2 separate regions of the Sus scrofa genome follow, and region 2 is linked to region 1. The links are chromatin contacts, called in public HiChIP or PLAC-seq maps. All regions are on one chromosome and are shown on one strand. Each heading gives the region's core, a stretch centred on a gene start, on an enhancer-like site or on the middle of the called end of the contact. The rest is flanking DNA. Distances are from core to core; before and after follow the strand shown.

The links. HiChIP or PLAC-seq counts read pairs in DNA pulled down with a chosen protein or histone mark.
Region 2: a contact with region 1 is called in an H3K27ac HiChIP or PLAC-seq map of alveolar macrophages. The contact joins the promoter of PSMC3 here to the promoter of CELF1 in region 1. A contact is called at or near these places in 1 of 5 promoter capture datasets (liver), 9 of 47 Hi-C or Micro-C datasets (alveolar macrophages, embryonic fibroblasts, fetal heart ventricle and 3 more) and 2 of 2 datasets of contacts at active chromatin or transcription factors (alveolar macrophages and skeletal muscle).

What each region holds. Positions count from the first base shown.
Region 1 is chr2:15,064,523-15,068,543 of Sscrofa11.1, forward strand. CELF1 (CUGBP Elav-like family member 1) reads left to right here and starts at 2,002. Exons shown (of 16, transcript XM_021083082.1): 1 at 2,002-2,169.
Region 2 is chr2:15,183,539-15,187,559 of Sscrofa11.1, forward strand. PSMC3 (26S protease regulatory subunit 6A) reads left to right here and starts at 1,944. Exons shown (of 12, transcript XM_003122809.3): 1 at 1,944-2,226; 2 at 2,460-2,543; 3 at 3,116-3,241; 4 at 3,677-3,781; 5 at 3,882-3,944. The coding sequence starts at 2,152.

The sequences.
Region 1 (4,021 bases), core at 752-3,251:
AGGGAAGCATAGCTGATAAAGTGTCAGGACCTGAAGGAGGGGAGATCCAGTTGTGGCTCAGCGGGTTAAGAACCTGACATAGTGTCTGTGAGGATGTGGGTTCAATCCCTAGCCTTGCTCAGTGGGTTAAGGATCTGGTGTTGCTTCAAGCTGAGGTATAGGTCACTGATGCAGCTCAGATCTGGTGTTGCTGTGTCTGTGGTATAGGCCAGCAACTATGGCTCCAATTCAACCCCTAGGCCTGGGAACTTCCATATGCTGCAAGTGCGGCCATAAAAAGAAAAAAAAAAATGTTTTCATTAAATGACACATAAAACTGTTAACAAGATCAAATATCAGCATTATAAATGTATATAAAATGGTAAACTGCACAGTGCAATTAGGAAATATGATAGTGTAAAATTTAGGGGCTAATTGTTCTGATCTATATGGTATCATAAACACTGTGATTAGATTTTTTCTTCCCCCAAGGGGGAAAGAAGTGCTTCCAACACATGGGAAAACACTTGAGGCTTCGGCTTGGGAGTCCATCAGTTTTTTGTGGTAAGGTATAATCAGTATTTGTGGGTATGAGAATTATTTGCTCTGGGAAGCCAGATGTTATAGAGAAATCATTTGCAAACCAAACCCATGAGTTACTTGCGTGTTGCTGGGGCCAAAGGGTCCCAGAACTAAGTTTTCTTTCTCTATCTGTATTTTACTATTCCACGATGTGTAGAAACTGTGGAATAAATGACATTGGCCTTTAAAACAAACAAACAAACAAACAATGAGTTCCCATAATGGCTCAGTAGTAAGAACCCCAAGTGGAATCCTTAAGTACTCTGGTTCCATTCCTGGCCTCACTCAGTGAATTAAGGATCTGCGAAGTCCTGAGCTGCGTCGAACTGTAGCATAGGCCAGCAGCCACAGCTCAGATTGTATCCCTAGCATGGGAACTTTCATATGCTGGGGGTGCAGCCCTAAAAAAAGCCAACACCCCAAAAAAACAAAGGAACGATCGAACTATTGTACTGTTTGCAGTCCACCTAGATCTTGGGATTCCTGGGTCACTCTGAAGGTCTTCAGGGACCTTACCTGGGTTATTGAAAAAAAAAAAAATCATGAAATTCCTATCATGGCACAGCAGAAGCAAATCCGACTAAGAACCACGAGGTTGCGGGTTCCATTTCTGGCCTCGCTCAGTGGGTCAAGGATCGGGCGTTGCTGTGAGCTGTGGAGCAGGCCGGCAGCTGTAGCCCCGATTTGACCCCTAGCCTGGGAACCTCTGTATACGGAGTGTGCGGCCCTAAAGAGCAAAAAACAAAAAACAAACAAACAAAAAAAGAAACTTAAAAAGAAAAAAAAATCGTGGAGAAGAAGGTTAGGGCTGGAAAATCAGTCTCTTAACAGCACCTTTATGAGCTTCCCAGCGCTGCAAGGATTTTTGCAAGGTTGTGTGCTCATACAGCCAATCATCCTGCTAACTCTGAAAGCTTGCAATACACTCACATTCCACATCTCAGTAGAGAAGGAAGGCCTGGATACTGCTGCTTGTCCGTTGGGTAGAAAGGAGGGTGTGTCATGTGCCCAGCGCTGGCCAAGCACCATCCCATTCACTCATCCATTCATTCATCAAATATTTTATTACGCGCATATTCAGTTCCAAGCAGAGGTCCTAGCCCACCAGTTCATCCAGAACTCCTGTGGGTGCGGGGCGCAGAGCCGAGAACTTCAGCTTCTTAAGCCAGGGGTCCTCCCACTCTTCCCAAGAGCAGTGCTGGGAGACAAAGAGACGTGCCCCTGCCGCTCCTAGGGCTGAGGGTTCCGCCCCAGGCCCCGGGGGCTCTGGCGCGGCTGCTTCTCCACTCCCCAGCCCCAGGGGGCGCTGCAGTGCCGGGCGCTCTGCCCGCCCCTGCGCGGTGCTCCGCTCGGATCCGCGCTGCGGGCGGCCCCGCGGTGGTACGTTCCCCCTCGCCGCCCTCCCCCTCCTGCTTGGCCCTCCCCGCCGGTGGTAGGTGCCGGAAGTGCCGCCATTTTGGGGTGTTCTGCTCTGGCGGCAGCGGCAGCGGCGGTGGGACGCGGAGGCTCCCCCGGGACTCGGCCTCAGCAGCGAGGCGGCGGCAGCGGCGGCGGCTGCGAAGGCGCAGGCAGCAGCTGAGGCAGCGGCGGGCTAAGGTGCAGCCGCTGGTGAGTGCGGCGGCCGCGGGATAACGGGCCGCGGGTGGGAGGGAGGGAACGAGGGAGGGAAAGGGGCAGGAGGGAGGCGCCGCGGGGCGGGTCCGGTCCGGGCAGCCGCGGGTCACAGGGCCCTCCGAGCGCGGCCGCTCCTAGTTCGCCGCGTCGTGGAGGCAGGTCTGCGGTCTCCTCGCGTGTGTCGGGGTCCTCCGCTGCCCGGGTTCCGCTGCGCTTGCCCAGCGCGTGCCCCCGTGCCTAGGGAGACCCGCCCTCCTCGTGGCCTTGCTTCTTTCCGCGCCCTTTGCCTGCACTCTCGGGGCCCAGAGGACTCAGTTCTCTGTCTAGGGGTAGTCGTTCCTCCTTTTTCCTGCCGCGGTGCCAGACCCAGGCTGCCTGCCCAGGACACCCCTTCCCTGCTCCTGTCGCCCCACGTGTTCTTGGTGCCTACCGTGGGGGGGTCCCCAGGACCCCTGCCTCTAGAGGGCTGAGCTTCCCCCGTGGTGCCTCGAGAGCCCCTGGTTGCTCGCCCCAGATCTGCTAGGGCCCTGGCTCGCCCTCCCCCCCATGTCAGGTGCTCACCCAGTCATGGCCTAGTAGCGGGGCTGGAATCTCGCACCCAGAAGCGCGGTGAGCTTTTTTCGTTAAGTACTTGGTTTGGATTTAAAGCCGCTGGTGTCTTGTGGTTCTCAAGGCAGGATGTTGTTTGAATTCTCTAGGACTGTTGCATGGGCTCTAAGTAGCTTCTCCTTGGTTTAGTCTTGTCCTCGTAGTTAAGGGATAGGTGGTGAGATTTTGGTCGGAGCCCGTTTTAGCAAAATGGAATCTTTTTCTCGCCAGCGAAGTAAATACTGTACTTTTTATTACTCTCGAGTGAAAAGGCTGTATAACAGTTTCAGATAGCACTGAGTGCTTTATAATGTCTGCAGTGTAAGAGGTTACAAATACCAGAGGAATCCTTTACAGAAACTTCACCGTTAATGAAGGTCTTTTCACTCTCTTTGATTCCCTGCAGTTTGGAGAGGCTTTAATTGCTTTCTTTCACCTTTTCCGCAAATGTTGGGTGGGATCTTTTCCACAAGTGTGACATCTTGTAGAGTGGTATGCAAGTTTCATTTTCTCCTTAAATTTTTGGTGAAGAAGAGTCTTCTCTCAGAATCACCAAGGGTTCGTTCTGTTTTAACATTAATAAGTCTACTTGGAAAATCATCCAGTTATCATAGCATAGTTATATATAACTATGGCTACAGGTCCCTCCTCTACCCCTGTGTTTTGATATTCTTCTAGCTTTACTTTGTGTGGTTTCTGATCTTGAGTTAGTCCTGATTGAAACATTGCTGTTAGTAAAGCAAAGCCGGCGCTTTCAGCTGTTGATTTAACCAGGAAGTTTATGGTTTCCCCAGTGGTTCTTTCCTCTTGACTGTCCACCACCTGTTTCCATTAAGAACGGTTCTCCGCCCAGAGCATAAGCCTCAGCTTCTTTCCAACCATTCATTCTTGTCCAGGGGCTTTCTTCTCAGGTGGTGCCTAGACTTAAAGTCTATTAGCTGGTGGGGTTATTAGAGATAGCCTTTTAAGCTTTTCCAACCCTTTCACTTTTCAGATGAGGAAACTGAGGTTAAGTGACTTACTTGCTCAAGATTAGGTAGCAAGTGCTCTTAGAACAGTTTCCACACAATTTTTTTTTAAACAATGTCATGAGCAGTAATGCATATCTGCCCTTTAAGATGTGGCAGAATAGAAGCAGACCCAGGCTTGAAATTGGAAGGCCTGGGTTGTAATCTTTGCGATGTTACTATCTATACACCCTTGACCAAGCCACTGTTTTGAGCTTCAGTTTATTCTCATCTGCAAAATGGAGGAGAAA
Region 2 (4,021 bases), core at 694-3,193, 120 kb after region 1:
TGGCTTGGATCTGGTGTTGTTGTAGCTGTGTAGGCCGAGTGGCTACAGCTCCGATTGGACCCCTAGCCTGGGAACCTCCATGTGCTTCGGTGTGGCCCTAAAAAGAAAAAGAAGAAAACTTGAAGTAGCAAAGGTGAGGGGTGGTGGTGAAGAAAATATCCTGGAAAGACCATTCTAGGTAGGAGCAGACATAGCCTGGTCTCAGAGAAGCAAGGAGGCCTGTAACTGATGAGGGAGGCGAGGAGTGGGGGTCAAGGTCCTGGAGAAAGTCGTGGGGGAATGAAAACCCCCAGGGCCCTGTGGGCCATTGTAGGGACTTTGGCTCTTACTCTGAGTGAATCATGTAGCTGCTACAGAATTGTGAACAGAGTGACACAATCTGACTAGTTTTCCATTATGGCTCAGTGGTAACAAACCCAACTAGTACCCATGGCCCTGCTCAGTTGGTTAAGGATCCGGCATTGCTGCAAAGCCTCGGTGTAGGTCCCAGATAAGGTTCAGATCTGGTGTTGCTGTGGCTGTGGTGTAAGCCAAAGCTGCAACTCCAATTCAACCCCTAGCCAGGGAACTTCCATATGCTATGGGTGCAGCCATAAAAAGAAAAAAAAAAAAAAAAAAAGGATATTTATGGAGGTGGGAAGTCTCCAATATCTGTAGAGTAAATTGACAAACTGGAAACCCAGGAATGCTGATGGTTTAGCTTCATCAAAATCATAAGGCCTGAGAACCAGGAGAGCTGATAGTGTAAATTCTAGTCTGAAAGCCAGCAGGTACAAGACCCTAGAAGAAAGAGGCTGATGTTTCAGTTCAAGTCTCAATCCTGAAAAAGACCCATGTGCCAGTTCAAGGCAGTCAGGCAGGAAGAGTTCCCTCTTTCCCTGGGGATAGTCAGCCTTTTTGTGCTAGTCAGATCTTCAACTGATTGGATGAGGCCCACCCTCTTTTAGGGAATCCCCTAATTCTTTTTTTTTTTTTTCAGGGCTCCACTCGTGGCATATGGAGGTTCCCGGGGCTAGGGCTGGAGGTGTAGCCACTGGCCTATGCCACAGCCACAGCAACGACAGATCCGAGCCACATCTATGACCTACACCACAGGTCAGGCAACACAGAGTCCTTAAACCACTGAGCGAGGCCAGGGATGGAACCTGCGTCCTCATGAATGCTAGTCAGATTCATTTCCCATGAACCACAATGGGAACTCCCATTTTTTTTATTTTATAAGGGCCACACCTGCAGCATACTGAAGTTTCCAGGCTAGGGGTCAAATCGAAGCTGCAGCTGCCGGCCTAAGCTACAGCTACAATGCCAGATCTGAGCCACATCAGTGACCTACCAAGAGGCTTGCAGCAACGCCTCTTAGCCCACTGGGCCAGACCAGGGATCAAACCTGCATCCTCCGGGATACTAGTCAGTTGGTAATTGCTGAGCCACAACAGGAACTCCATTAAGAGAATTCCCTAATTCTTAACTGGGCCAGTTTCTGAGGTTGAAAGCCCCCCTTCAAAAATGGCTTTTCAGGGGTTCCTGTTGTGGTGTAGCGGAAACAAATCCGACTAGTATTCCTGAAGATGCGGGTTCATCCCTTGCTTTGCTCACTGGGCTGGGGTTCTGGCTTGGCCGCGAGCTGCGGTGTGGGCCGCAAATGAGGCTATGATACCGAGTTGCTGTGGTTGTGGCTCCGACTCCACCCCTAGCCTGGGAACTTCCATTTGCCGGGAATGCACCCCTCGCCCTCGCTCCCGCCCGCGCCAAAAGCAGCAAAAGAGCCTTTTCATGCGCCCGCTGGACTAGGACTACATTGCCCAAAGGCCGTCTCGTTCCCCTCTTTTCTCCTTCCTCTTACGTTTTTACATCAAGGCCACGCCCCTCTGCGCGTGTCAGCCAATAGCGCATTACCTCTTGCGATGGCATAAACAGGACGAGGGCGGGAACGGTTCCGGAGCCTTAGGGGCGGGTCCTGTGGCCCGGGCCTCGTCTTTTGAATCGCAGACGCAGATTCGCTGTGGTAACGCGGCGCAAGCTAATTCTGTCAAGAGTCAGGACTTGGAGAAAGAGGGCTGGCGTTAGTCAAGCGCAGGAGTTAAGAAAGACATTATTAATCTCTCGCCCCGGCTGCTGTCCGGTTTAATCTTCAACCTTCTCCTCCAGGAAATGAATCTGCTGCCGCAGCTCGAGAGTCCAGTGACTCGGCAGGAGAAGATGGCGACGGTGTGGGATGAGGCTGAGGTGCGCGGCGGGAGAGCTTGGGGTCTTGGAGCCAGGGGCCAGCGTAGAGATGCTCTTGTCAGGAGGGGAGGCGGTGGCTGGGGGCGGGGGGGGTCAAGAGCTAGCCCGGTCCGGGGGTTGGGGCCGCTGGGGATGTGGGCAAGGGTCTTATGGTTTTATGGATGAGGAAACTGAGGCTGAGCTCACAGTCATCAGTTAGCTGCCCTGAGTTTAATAAAAAAATTTTTTCACAGCAAGATGGAATCGGGGAGGAAGTACTCAAGATGTCCACAGAAGAGATCGTGCAGCGCACACGGCTGCTGGACAGTGAAATCAAGGTGGGCGCACAACCCCTGATCCCAGCTGCTACTCTCACGTCTTTCTCGACCTCCCTAGGGGCGGTGTGGGGACCGCCCTCTGACCAGGAAAAGAGAGAAGAAAACTAAGCTTTAAAAGGGACCAGAAGAGAGGGTAGCAGGAGACCAGGCCTGAGAGGAGGACTCATCAGACTGCCTTTCCCAGCGAGGTCTTTCAGTCTTCCCCTGGAGAATCCCTTTTTTAGGAAGTCCCCGTTTTACAGATGAAGAAACTGAGGCTCACAGAGGTTTTTTTTTACTCTGGTGAAGTACACAGCCTGTAACAAAAGGCAGAAGCTAAAATCTCTGTTTGGTTGACTAAAGTCATGTTCTTTTTCCCTTTACTCCAGCTATTTCGCCAGGAGGTGTCCAGACTGGCCTCCTGTTTTGACCTCTGCTGGTTGTGGACACAGCCTGAGCTTTCAGGGAGCCTTAGAGCTGAGAGCACCGGTGCAGGAGGGTCCCTTGGGCAACCTGGACTTCACTAGTTACAAGGCCTTAGGACAAGCTGAGAGCTAAGGCTGAATGTTTGCTTCCACTTACCCCTACCCCAGATCATGAAGAGTGAAGTGTTACGAGTCACCCACGAACTCCAAGCCATGAAGGACAAGATCAAAGAGAACAGTGAGAAAATCAAAGTGAATAAGACCCTGCCGTACCTGGTCTCCAACGTCATCGAGGTGTGTGTGTATGTGGAGGGGAAGAGAGAGGGTCACTGGGGCTTGGAGATAACCTGCAAGGGGACCATTGGGGAAAGAGTGGGTGGGCGTTTGGAGGCCTAATCGCATGTAAGGGGCATCCTTTTTAGGGTTTCCTTTGTAGAGTGAATTTCCAGGGGAGATACATGGGGCTGAAGAGGCCTCCTCACGTTTCCTTTCCTACTGGCTGTTTTTCCTTGAGGGGTAGATGACCTCCGTGCAGAGAAGCAACACCTGAACAGAATCTTAACCAATCCTCTGGCTTATTAACTACACCTTTGCTGGGCTCAGGGCTAGTCTGAGGCGTGAGATAGGGGTGGCCAGTCCTGTGAGTATTCTCGGCTCCAGGAGTACTGGGCTCTGGAGAGGTCAGGGGGCTGAGCAGGGCTTCTTGAGCTGAGCTTTTTCCTTTCCCAGCTTCTGGACGTTGATCCCAATGACCAAGAGGAAGATGGTGCCAATATTGACCTGGATTCCCAGAGGAAGGGCAAGTGTGCAGTGATCAAAACCTCTACACGACAGGTGAGGCTGGTTTCAACTGTAGGATGGGTCTATGGGGGACAGGACTAGGGAGCCTTACTGAAGGCAGTTACTGAGTCTGCACCTGGAATCTTTCCTACAGACATACTTTCTACCTGTGATTGGGTTGGTGGATGCTGAAAAGCTGAAGCCAGGAGACTTGGTGGTGAGTGGTGTCCCTGAACCCAGACAGGGCTTTTCCAGTGAGCTTTCTCCCATCAGCCGGCTGAGCCCCTGCCCCAG